Regions from separate parts of the Callithrix jacchus genome. Here region 1 is linked to region 2. Evidence: chromatin contacts called from public Hi-C data. All regions are on one chromosome and are shown on one strand. The core of a region is the stretch at or near the end of the contact, and the rest is flanking DNA. Distances in the headings are between cores, read along the strand shown. Region 1 has its middle 9.5 kb from the start of BHLHE41. Region 2 overlaps ITPR2 (inositol 1,4,5-trisphosphate receptor type 2).

What was found. Hi-C and Micro-C count contacts between places; a contact is called where the count stands out from the background.
Region 1: a contact with region 2 is called in a Hi-C map of skeletal muscle, with 2.0 times the contacts expected there. The contact joins two enhancer-like sites. A contact is called at or near these places in 2 of 3 Hi-C or Micro-C datasets (induced pluripotent stem cells and skeletal muscle).

Annotation. Positions count from the first base shown.
Region 1 is chr9:45,175,890-45,182,041 of calJac240_pri, forward strand. No RefSeq gene overlaps it. Among named protein-coding and RNA genes, the nearest start is that of BHLHE41, 9.5 kb to the left of the region's middle. Within about 2 kb of position 3,667, at least 16 of the 16 cell types and tissues checked have an H3K27ac peak or open chromatin away from gene starts, as enhancers often do.
Region 2 is chr9:44,757,839-44,764,643 of calJac240_pri, forward strand. All of the region lies in intron 37 of ITPR2 (inositol 1,4,5-trisphosphate receptor type 2), which reads left to right. Among named protein-coding and RNA genes, the nearest start is that of ITPR2, 340 kb to the left of the region's middle. Within about 2 kb of position 1,958, at least 5 of the 16 cell types and tissues checked have an H3K27ac peak or open chromatin away from gene starts, as enhancers often do.

The sequences.
Region 1 (6,152 bases), core at 2,417-4,916, 420 kb after region 2:
TTGGTTATTGCCCATCGCCTGAGATTTGTTCAAAAGTTATGTAAAAGGAGGCTCAACCTGCTCCTTTCTATGTCATGGGTCAATTCTTAACCTTTCCATGGAAAGTGACTGCCAGCAGAGCCTCTGGGCAGACATGGCTGGGCAAATACACGAAGGACTTTTACATTAGCTAGAAATGAACAGAGCTCTCACAAATGACTTAAGACTATTATTCTGCCAAAAGCTGGCTGTACTGTTGCGATCACGGTATTTTACTTCAGGTAGCAACCTGATATTTTCACTAAACAAAAATTCTTAACATACTGGACCCTCAGCTCAATATATTTAGAACCACCCAGTTCTCACTGTTATTTTAAACAAGTTCAAGGTGGATTTACAGTGCATGCTAAAGTCCCATGTAAGTTTCAGTTTCTCATAGAAAAATTTAAGGGATTGACATGGGAAATTATCACATATGTTCTTTAAGATGGGATTTATACTGGAAAATGTGCAACATGTACTTTAAAAATATGCTATTCTAGGAGTCATACATTTGTCTTAAAATTGGGTTTCTTATGGTGGTTCAGAGATTTCATATTGAAAACTTCAAGCAAATATAAAACCACCTTTTTAAAAGTTGGTATTTTAAAATTCTAAATTCAGTGATGCCTAGTTTGACACAAGGAACAAACGGTCAATTGTTTAGAAAACTAAAGATTCTATGTTCAAAAGCCAATGCTGTTTTTCTTTTTTGAATTTTATTTTAGTGGAAAGCATACTAAAATATATTACACATATCCTCTAAAATGTCTTAGAGATGTTTACCCTGGACATACCAACCCTTTCTCAATAATTCAGGGCAATCATTGTAAACATCATTTTTCCACTATGCATGACATCTGGGAGTAATTGCACCTGCACCAAATTCTTTTTGAGTTCCATCTGCTTTTTATAGGGTTTTCAGTCTCTTTACGCACAGCTAGCCTGTCAGCTGTCACTTCTTGAAGCCTCAGAGTGCTTCCTCCAATTCTTATCTAATTTGCTACCTCTGACTTACTGTGGGCTAGGGAACCATTTAAACACAACCACACCCATTTGAAATGTGCTAAAATTAGAGTAAACCGGCACTAACAGAAGACCTGAGGGGTTGTTCTACAAATAAGTTGTGTGAATTTGTAGAATCTGTGAACTTTTCTTCCCAAAGCTTTTTTGTTTCCTTTAACTTCCAGATTCTCAGCGATGCTCTTCATCAGATTACTTATGCAAAAGCCTTCAAATACTTTATATATTTCCCCATCATTTTATTACATAAAAATAAAAGCAACTTGCTAATGGTTTTAGTCCACAACTAACCACCAAATAAACAAATTTGCAAGTCAGAAATAAGTTAATTGATTGGATGAACACTTCTCGCCAGTTGCTGAGAACAGGTGATCGGTGATCGAGGGCCACTTGTGAAACTGATTCAGCATTTTGATTTAAGGATGACTCTGGCTCCTGCTTCTTGTATGTAACCTCCTCTGCCTCTGGGTTTTGGACCACTTGGGTGGCTGGCAGAATGCAAAAGTATTCTGGGAAACTGGCAGGGTGGCTGTGTAGGCTGGGATGCTGCCTCTGAATTTAAACACACCCATGGTAAGGGGTTTCAGACTTCTCAATGATTGCAGCACATTCCTTTTCATCTTGAAGTTACAGATTCAGTAAGTGTGTGATGATTCAGATATTTGTTTTGCTCGCTGTATGTGAAGTGCTATGGCAAGTGCTAAAGAATCAAAGATTAACCTCTGAAGATCTCAGTCTAGTGGGGGTGATAGACCTATACTAAAATAAATTACATTGCAACATAGCAAGTGCCACCCAGGGATGGATACAATACTGTGGTGGGGGTGGGAGCTACTAATTGCATCTAAGTGAGGAGACCTAGGTGAGAAGTAACTGGGTTTTACAGAAGGAACAGCGCAATGAGTGCATGAGGCCATCTCCAAAGAGAAGGTTCTGGAAGACCCTGGTTCTGATTTAAGCTGCACTACAGTTTAATTATTTACGTTTTTAATAGTAAAACTCTATTTAGAGATGAAATTATCAGATATGTAAATCACAGGGAATCTATCTACCAAAAAAAAAACCACATGAATTTAGAAAAGTCACAGAAGAAAACGTCAGTAAGCAAATATACTTTGTATTTTTATACACTAGCAATGAACAACTGGAAATTAAACTTTAAAAAGTGCCATTTACAATAAGCTGCAGTACAGTTTAATTGACTATGTTTGACTTGAGGTCTGAGCAAGATTTCCTAACTTGCCAGTCTCTTTAGAACTTGACTGCTATGCTGGCTCTCACCAGCATCGCCTCCTGAGGATCTGAACCATGGGCTGAAACAAGGGAGTCATGATATTTCCTGCTGCAAAGTGAGATATGATAGCATTCAGAGCATGATCATATCTTATGTGGTAGGGGAAAAAGACAGCAAGACAGCAGTACCTCATAAGCAGCTCTGTGTCTCACCTCTTCCAAAAGAAACTAATGGTGACTTCTTTCCCTATGAGTAAGGTGAGGTGGGGAGGGGGGAGAGAAACAGTCCTAGAGGGGAAATATGGCATCCGAAGGCCTGATTTTCAAAAACCTTTGGGAGGAAGCTGAGGCAAAGAACTAGTCCAAGGTCATAAAGCTCAGTAACAGAACCAGGACTTTTTGTTCTGAGTCTAGTGATCTTTATACTTTTATACCATAGTTTTAGTAATGGAGAGGGATAGGCTGAGGTTTTCTCATGGAATGAGTTGAGCTAGTCCATGTGTTTGATCCTAAAAGGCAGAGTATACTTGTTGGTGGAGGAGAAAAGATGATCACCCTAATAACCTTGCTAAATCATGGCATAGAGCATGCAATAATTTTGAGAGACGAAAGTCTAGGGAAATAATTTTCAAAATCTCCTACAATTAACCATACTATTCCACCGTCCACTCACTTTGGAGACATCCAGAAATGTTTCTTTCCTAGTTTAGAAGTCTCCACATTATCTGGTGGGCTGTCTGCCCCTCTGTACTTGTGTGGTCCCAGTTGCGCTCTAGAGGTTCTCTGTAACAGAAGGGATCCAGGACCAAAATAACCAATAAATCTGGTCAGAGAGAACCTCCAGAATCCAGCAAGCTGGAGAGAGGGCCGTGTGCTTCAGTTTTTATATAGAGTATTTTTAGGGCACTGTGAACTTTAGCTAAGGTTTCAATTTTGGAGCCTTTTCCATATCGGTGTGCACAGAGAATATTATGTGCTGCACAACAGAGATACTGAGTATCTGCCAGACAGTTTAATACATGTTGCTTCCCTATGCGGCCTCGCAGCTTCCTCACTGTGATTCGAAAAGTAGCTGTAACAGGGGGACTGCAGTCTGGACCCAACTCTTGGCGACCTGTAACTTAGAGCAACGAGAAAAAAAAACAAAAAAACTTTATAATGTCATAACATGACATAATAAAGACACAGGATTCTAAGGCACCTTAAGCAGGACTTAGTTTTCAAATATATATATTATCTTGAACAAGACTTATCTATCTGCATAGCCTTATCATGGTTGTGTAAACCGAGTATGACCAGAGAGGCACCTGACTGCGGGCACCCCGAAGGCCTCTGTAGACCCAAGTGGCTGCAATAATGGATCGATTTCTAAGCTGTGCCTGTAAGATCCTCATTTTAAAGCTAGTAAACCAACCCTTGCTCCTTCAATCACCGTTGAAGCGCTGCTTGGGGGGTTGGGGGGGAAGGAAGGAGGGGGAAATCATGTCATCAGCCTTGAGCTCTTCAAGGAGCTCTAGGATTGGAGAGAGAGAAGCATTCTTAGGTTGCCTAGCGATAAAGCTGCAGATGATATCATTCTCCCCTAGGCCGGCCTCCCCGCCCGGTTTTCCTTCCTCCCTTCCCAGCTTCAGTCTCCCACGCCTGGGTTCAAAGTACAGCCGCGCGGGGTGAGGGAACCGGAGCCGGACGCGTCGCAGTCACGTGCGCGTGCACGTGTCTGGGCGCACGCTGAGTGGCACGTGAGAGGGGGCGAGGCCTTCTCGCTGTCCTCCGCGCGTGCGCGCTGCTTCTCCACACCCGCAGTTCTCCGGCCACTGGCCGCGGGGCCGGGGTGGGGGACCGCGGGGACCCTAGGGCTGAGGGCAGAGCGGCGGCGGCCGGGCTCGGGCGCGTTCTCCCGACAGCTGCGCCACACCCTTCCCGGCTGCGTCTCAGCGGGCCAGCCCTGGGTAGTCATCTCTCCCGAATTAAAGCTGGCTCTGACTCAGGACTCCTCGAACCATTCTGACACAGCAGTTTCCGAGCGGCCCTCCTGGCGCGGGTTACGCGAAGGTCGACAGCCGCCTCAGAGGGCCTTGGGGCGGGAACTCCGGTCTAGGACTGGCCGCGGCCGGGCGGGACCCCAGCGGGTCCAGGTCCTGGGCCAGGACTTGGCGGGGAAAACCCCGGGCGGTGGGTGGGGGTGGGGAGAAAGTGCTAGAGCACAGTTCCGGGCAAACGAGGTGTCGCAGTACCGGCTGGCGGAGGCATTGCATCTTTTCATTGGGCTCACATGGAGTTTTGCAAATTGAATTCCCACTAATTAAGCACTAGGCAGTTTGTTTAATTGTGATAAAATACACTGGGACTTTCCGTTCAAAGTGTAAAGTAAAAGAAGTGATTTTATGGCACTAATGGATTTTGCATGGTGCAGTAAAGTGAAGGAAACTAATGTAACCAGAGACCGGGAGATGGATTTACCTATTTACAAACCCCTTTTGGGCAAAATGATCATCTAACACTTTCCCTCTTGGAAGCGACCACGTTGATTTTGTAACACTTTCTGAAACACTCTTATAAACAATCTGAAATGAATAATTAGTTTGGAGGAATTTGGAGTTCATAGTGCCTTTTAGATAACAGATACTCAAGGGTGTTGCAAAAGTAGAGAAGTACCACTACCCTCCGCAAACAGGGCTTTGGTCATGTGATGGAAAAAGATCTCAGGCGTTGCCAGTAATATCTGGACAGGTCAGGTGCCATTTGCTGACATCACAGAATGGCTGTAATCTCTCCAGTCTAAATAGCACAGTGAGTGCCACCTTGGAGACAGAATGCTGGAAGCTAACAGACATTAACAAAGCACAAGGCATCCTTTGTTTGTTGTTTGCCCGTTAATGATATGTATACATAGTGTCTATAGGTTGAGTTTCAGTTGCAGTTAGTCTTTCCCGCCCTCCACCACTTAGACTGCGCGAGACAGTTTAGTTATTAATATTCTGAAAGGTTGAAAAAGAGAAGATAAACTTCAGACATTCACTCAAATATATATTGAGCTTCTCCTATGTGCCAGGCGTTGGAAATACAGCAGCTTCCATACAGACAAGTTCATCACCCCCCATGATGTTCACGACTCCTAGCAAAGTCTCAAAGCTTCCCAGGCATTTGCCAACACAAAGATTATTTATGACAATTAGTCATCCTCTCCCTCAGCACGAAATTTTTTCGATTGACCCTTAGGAAGAATGTTAGGTGAAAGGGCTGGACCTCCAATCCTATCAATTCCTACTCACGTCTCCTCTCCTTTCCTCACTCCTTTTATAGTAGCTTCCCTGCTGGTCTGCCAGCAGGACAGGGTTCATACTTTACCAGAATATTGCATTTTTTCTTCTTCTGCCTACAACACTGGGTCCCCAGATATCTGGAAACTCAATTTCATGACCTCCTCTCCCTACCTTATATCTCTTTTCAAATACCATTCTTCAGAAAGGCCTTCCCGGAGCAGTCCATAGGCGATATATAGAATATTTCCCCTCCACCAACATCATTATTTTTACTGTTTTGTTTTTCTTCATAACAGGTACCACCTCTGATATAGAATGTATACAACAATGTACTGTGTGTGTATACACACTCATGTAATCTGTTTATTGCCTGTCTACTTCAGTAGGATAAGCAGGGACTTAGTTTTATTCATTGCTTTGTGCAATGCAAGAATGGTGCCTGGCAATAAGTAAATAAATATGGCCCTTAAAAGATAAATATGTATTGATTCTCAAATATTTTCTGGATGAATGAACATTTCTAGCGACTACTTCAGTTTGATCGCCTCCAAAGGTAACAGCACACAGCTTCTCAAAGCATCATGTTGTGTGTTATGAATCCATTACCTCCACTCT
Region 2 (6,805 bases), core at 708-3,207:
GGTTGAAGAGAGAAAAGATTAAATACCAAACAACATCAGGAACAGGGCATGGTAGGGAGAAAAAGGGTAAGTGAAATGCATTTTTTTCAGGATGTGGTTTGCAAACAAATCATCTAGAGTACTGTTCTTATTGAGAGTAATTCTATTTATATGGTGTAAAGTTTTGTTTCAATAATACTGATACATGAATTTGGAGAATAAAAACAAATGTATAGAGAGGGTCTTAAAGTCAAAGCTGTATTCACCTTACAGTCAACTTGAAGTTATTGAGGAAATATTTTTGATCAAGGAGTGACTTTATAAGATTAATCCTGCTGTGATACTATTGGTTACAAATGCTGTAGGTAGGGATGCCATTAGAAAAGAATTGTAGCTGTCCAGGTGAGAGCTTCTGAAATGTGTTTCTCAGTCTGTTTCACTTAAAAAGGTTGGACTTGGGCCAGGTACAATGGCTCACACCCATAATCCCAGCACTTTGGGAGCCCAAGGCGGGTGGATCACAAGGTCAAGAGATCGAGACCATCCTGGCCAACATGATGAAACCTCGTCTATACTAAAAATACAAAAATTAGCTGGGTGTGGTGGCGTGTGCCTGTAGTCCCAGCTACTCAGGATGCTGAGGCAGGAGAATTGCTTGAACCTGGGAGGCATAGGTTGCAGTGAGCCGAGATCATGCCACTGCACTCCAGCCTGGTGCCTGGTGACAGAGTGAGACTCTGTCTCTCAGAAAAAAAAAAAAAAAAAGGATGGACTTTATATGTCATAAATTCCATTTGAAAAGTACTCAAAGGAAGTTGTTATAGAATGAAAAACATGAAGACCTGAACTTTGGGAAACTTTAGCAACAGAAAGGTTGGCAGGGATATTTGAGTATCTCTGCTTTGACATCGCCTGTCTTCCATGCCCACACTCTCCTCATGGTAGTGATGTCCATATTTTACAGTAAAATCTTTGGAAATTTCTATATCCTGCTTCTTCCTTGAGACGGTAGGAAGAATGGGCAGCCTATAGAGCTGGGCTGCAATATCACAACTTATCAGTAGGTGTCACCCTCTCACCAATGACTTATTCCACTCGTTTCTCAGGTTTAAAGTTTTAAATTATATAAAATACATGTTTTATTTTTATTCCATCTGTATTTTGAGTTCTTACTTTATAAATATAAATAATTTTTTGAGTCATAAAAGCAAAATTTTTCTAAATTTAGTTATAGTATCAGTCATATTTTGTTTAAAATTCTGTTTTAGTGATATTTTTATACAATTTATAACCTGCTTAATTTTAACTACTGTAGTATTACACTATTTATTTTGATAATATTTTAGTAGTTGGTGGAGACGTAAATAAGTCATGGAATCAGAAAATATATGGTTTGTCAACTTTGTTTTCAGCCCTTGTATAGATTAAACCAATCTATTTTTTGAAAAAATCTGCAGACATTGACATGCACCTGAGTTCAAGATCTTGTACATAGACCTGTTTTTTAAAAATTTTAAAACAAAATATGGGTAGGAATTTGTTTAGCATGTATTGTATTTCATTATCAATTTTATAGATATGTTTACATTTGGGCAAAAACATTAGCAGTAAAATAATAAGGCAAGGGTAAATATTTATATATATATTATGGTTCAATATTTATAAATCAAATGACATTACTTAAAAACCAGATGTACTTAATATTTCATAGTTGTGCTATTTCTTGACTAATCCCTGCAAGTAAAATGATGAGTATATGAGGTTTAGAAAGTACTGTCTGTGGCTCATGTTCAGGAATATCTAGCTCATACCTGTCAATTGGTTATACTCTATGTAGTATCTAAAATATATTATTCCCACACCTCCCCAATTTGAAAATTCATTTGAAATGACAGGGATACTATTAGATAGCTTTATTCATGTGAAAAATTGATTATTCGAAATTTGCTTTCTCTGCTGCTTGCTTAGAAGCATCTGTGTTACATATGCCTTCTATCCTATAATAATCTTGTGTGCTGTGTGACTGGTTTTAATGAACTGTTTCTATCAGTAGGGAAATGGTCTCTGTTTTATTTGCTGCTATGAAAGTCCCAAAACATGTGACAGTACATGTGAGCACTCTGTGCAGATTAAAGCTGCGGGGCATGATTGGAGGAGACACAGACTGCCAAGCCACTGAGGCGGCTCTGCCAACAACAGCATGTGATTATGTAACGCCTGCAGTGTCTGGCACTGTGCTCCACTGGAGACGCATCACGTGTTGTGCAATGCTCTTGGCCCTGAAATTCAATTAGATTGCTTTGAACAATCCGTGAGTCTGCATGAGATAAGCTTGTACTGCTCTACACTAGAAAGCAAATGGATTGATTAGCTGCACATAAATTGATAAATTGCCATTATAATTCCGGCAAGAATATTTGCATTATGCATACATCATCATACCCCTGAAGAGCTGAATTTAAGCATTGTATAACCTGGATAAATAATGTGTGTGGGGGGGGTATCAACCCTCACAACTAGAGAAAAATGTGTTCTTATAGATAGTTAGCAGTAGGCATTTTTTTTTAAAAAAAGCAAAAAATAGATTTTGTCATTGTTTTTGAGAATCTTCTTAAAAGACTGCCAGTATTTTAGTTTTTCAATGCAATTATCTATGAGTGAGAATAAACAAATTGATACAGTGATAATTTGGTGGAGGGCAGGAATATTAGTGAGAAAAAGTCTTAAATTGTGAGTTCAGTTAAATTAAAACTAAACTGTGAGCTCAAATGACCTTTTACTATTTAGCAAATTAACTTTTTGTGAGATTATAGCTGATTGATTTAAGGAACAGTTGGAAATTAACCCTATATTGTTTGGTTGAGACTTCTAGATATATTTTTATAAAAAGTTATCTGGGATGAAAGAAGGAAGGTAATAGAAGTTGAGAAATTGAGGCTTGGGAAAGAAGTTGAGGGTTGTTATCATACTAGAAGCTAAAAAGCCTCTGGGAAACAACCAAAATCAATGATGTGATTTGACTATCCCAGCTCCCTCTACTGCTATTTTGCTTCAAATAGGATTTAAGTTTTTAACCAAAAGCCCTGGCGAGATGATGCTCATTAGAATTGTGCAGACACTGAGTTGAAACCTGAGGCATTGAAATGTTTTGCAGAATGCTTCCATTTTGTTATATCAACAGGGATTAGGTGTACAATTCTTTTGTGATTTTAGGTAAAACAGTCTTGAACTGTAACAAAACAGGTGTTGTTGTGGTTTTTTTCCCCCTGTGGAAGAAAGGCTTTTTTTCTCCTGTTATTTGAAAAATCTTCTTAAAAATTTGCTTAAGGTAAATTCTCATATCCTGATTTTAATGTTAGTAGATTATTTTCTAATATGTACTAAAACCCAGAATTTTACAATTTTTTAACTTAATAAATTGCTTAAGTGATGTGTGAGATTTAACTTGCACATGTACTTTCCCATTTATGTAACTTTCATAACTATCTATAGTAGGTGTTATTCTATTTAACCAAAGGGAAAATGGATGCATCAAGAAGAATAATGAATTGCTTGGGGGTCACACTGCTCAGAGGTGACTGGATAGGGGTTCCAAAGCAGATCTTAAATGTTTTCTTTCACTATATTAATTGTCCCCAAATACTGACCCACAAACTGGGCCGTATTGGACCATATTTCAAGGAAATCCTGATTTGATATGTCTACAGCATAAGCTTGGAATACATAGTTTTAAAATAACTTCCCAGGTGATTGTGATGTAAGATCAGGATTGGTGGCTACTTCATGTCTAATAGTCTAAGCTACAGAGATAGCATTAGAACATCTCTATGCTGCACTTCTGATGTGTGTGTGTATATAAATAAATAAACAGGATGAACACTATATAATATCTAAAAAATTCTTCAGATAGTTAAATTAAATCAGCATGTACTGGTTGGTTAACTGAAGTTTCGAATATTCATACTATATAGTGTTCATCCTGTTTATTCAAATCAAATTATAAAAACATAGTTTATTCTTTTTGGTTCTTAGTAAAACTTTAATAGAAAATATATCTTGCTAGAATAGATATAAAATATTCTGTGTCTGACACGGTAGGATTTTATAATAGTTGAAAGAATATAGTGGGAAATAATTCACTAAATGGCATGCGCTGTGTAAAGGCTAGCCTCCAGGTCTTAAACTGATGGTAGCTGGAGTAACTTTGTTAATGAGCGAATTCAGAGTTGGTTTAATGAGTTGGTGATGGAGGGTAGCTCATTATCATCAGGGAATGTAACTCACTGCTGCATCTTGGCAAAATAATAAAAAGGGACTAGCTAATCCCTTACTCTGCCATAACTGAGTCTGGCTTTGTTGTTGTTGATGTTTCCTTTCCTGTCTGCATCTTTAAAAGATGAGATGTGATCCATCACTGTTGGAGATGGGACTCCCTGAGCATCTCTTTCTTCATTCCTCCCTCCCACTCTTTTTACGATCATCTTGTTTTGTACCACAAATATTTGTTTTAAAGGAAAGTGTTTGAAAGGCCAAATTAAGTCTGTGAACCTACATGCTTCATGACCAAAGCATCCTGGCTCAAGCTTTGGAAAGACTCCAGAGGGGCCCCCGACTGTGTATAATGAATCTGAAAATGTTGACAGTTAATAACAGGGTACATGCAACTTTGCAGAACATGTATTTTTTAGAAGTGCATAATTAATGGTTCAGCTGTCATGGTGCATTACCAAGTATATGATTGACAACTATTAAGGTATTTTTATCTTAAATTTTAGTATTTATATTATATAATTAATAGAAATTATTTTTTCATGAGTTACATTTAAAAAATAAATAATAAAGTATCATCGTTTTCTGAACCTCAGTTATAAGTGAGTAAACTTTTCTTTGCAAATGAACTAAATATTAATACCAGTTTTGCATAACTATTGAAAATGTACCACTTCCCAAAAAATATCTTCAGATAATAAAATAAATTAAATCAGCATTATATAGGTTGGCTAACTGGAGTTTCTATTTGAGTATTTACATCATAGAAAGGAAGCTTCTTAGGGGCAAAATCTGAGGCTTTAATGTACTTTCTTTCACAATGACTCATATTGCTACTTTAATGTGATGTTTAGTTCAGGAAATAATTTATCCAGATACTCTAAAAACAAACATGTTATATTCCTTAAGTAAACTAATTCTACTTGATTCCTGACTTGTTCTGCTGTAAGTTTTCAAAGTTATATCACCTATAGAGGATCCACACCCTATAAATATCAAATCAGTCAAATTCATATATAGATATAGTATGTGCTTAAAAAAATAAAGAGAAAAGGCCAGGACGGTGTTTTCATGCCTATAATCCCAGCACTTTGGGAGGCCGAGGCAGGCAGATTACCTGAGGTCAGAAATTCGCAACCAGCCTACCCAACATGGTAAAACCCCATCTCTACTAAAAATACAAAAATTAGCCAGGCGTGGTGGTATGCACCTGTAATCACAGCTATCCAGGAGGCTGAGGCAGAAGAATTGCTTGAAGACAGGAAAGGGAGGTTGCAGTGAGCCAAGATAGTGCCACTGCACTCCAGCTTAGCTGAAAGACCAAGACTCTGTCTCTAAATAAATAAATAAAATAAAGAGAAAGATTTGCACAGTTGGTCTATCAATCGGGTTTGAATTAGAAGACAGAAAAAATCCACAAATTATTTTAACAAAAAATTCAATATAAAAAATTGATAGCTAGGAATGAAGAAACAAAAGACTAAAAGAAAATACTAAAGTGTCACAAAGATAGCCGTTTCATGAAGCAGATCTCACCCCTACATCAGGAACAAAGAGAAGTACTTGGCATTCCTAAAACTTAAAACTTAGATGAGTGGTCCCATGTGGCTGGAACTCAGACCTTGGGGACCACTGGCAAAGGCAAGAAGCAGCTGTCTCTAGGGGAAGGGTATGTTAGAAAAACTGCACACTGGGTTAGTTGTGGCTTTGAGCAGGATCCACCCTTGCCAGAATAAAGTGTGGTTGGAATGACACTCACTAGAACAGGAAGCAAAAACAGGAAGTAAACAGGAAGCCCACAGGAAGCAGAAAAGAGGAACAAGTCTCTTCTTCCTTCCTGGAGTCTCTTCTTCCTCCCAGGCTGCATGCAATCTCCCTCTCATACTTCCTATTGGCAGAGCCTACCCTGTATCTAGCCAGCAAAGCAGAAATGTGATCCATAAAATTTCATCCCCAAATCACAAGGGCCAGTTTGGAGCTGAGAGGCAACAGCTCAATAACTGGTATGTTTCTCTGAGAACTTTAAGAAAACTATCTCAATTAAAAACTATTTTACATTTAATTTTTGAATAGGTAATATACTGCATGGTACCAAAAGTTAACAAGAATAGTTTCTCCCCCACCTTCATTGCCCTTGACCATATTCCCATCCTCCCACCTACCCACTGCCTAGATAATCACTATTGTTGGTTTCTTATGTATCTTTTCAAAGTTCCTTTATGCATATACAAGCAAATAAATACATTTGTTTGTTTCTGTATCACTTATCACACCACTGTGTCACACCTTGCTCTTTTTACTTAATATATCTCGTTGATTTTGCCATATTAGTTCATGGAGAACCTCTTCATGCTTTAAACCTTATTACCTTAATAAATTATCTTACTGTTTTCAGTAGTTTTGCATTTTATTGTCTTTGGTGTTCACAGGACAAAATGATACCATCTGCAAATATTGATGGTGTCCAAATATTTTGTCTCTAAATCATTTCTCTCTGCTAATTGTTTTGGCTTGTACATCTATCAGATATTAAATATTAATGTTAATGAACATCTTT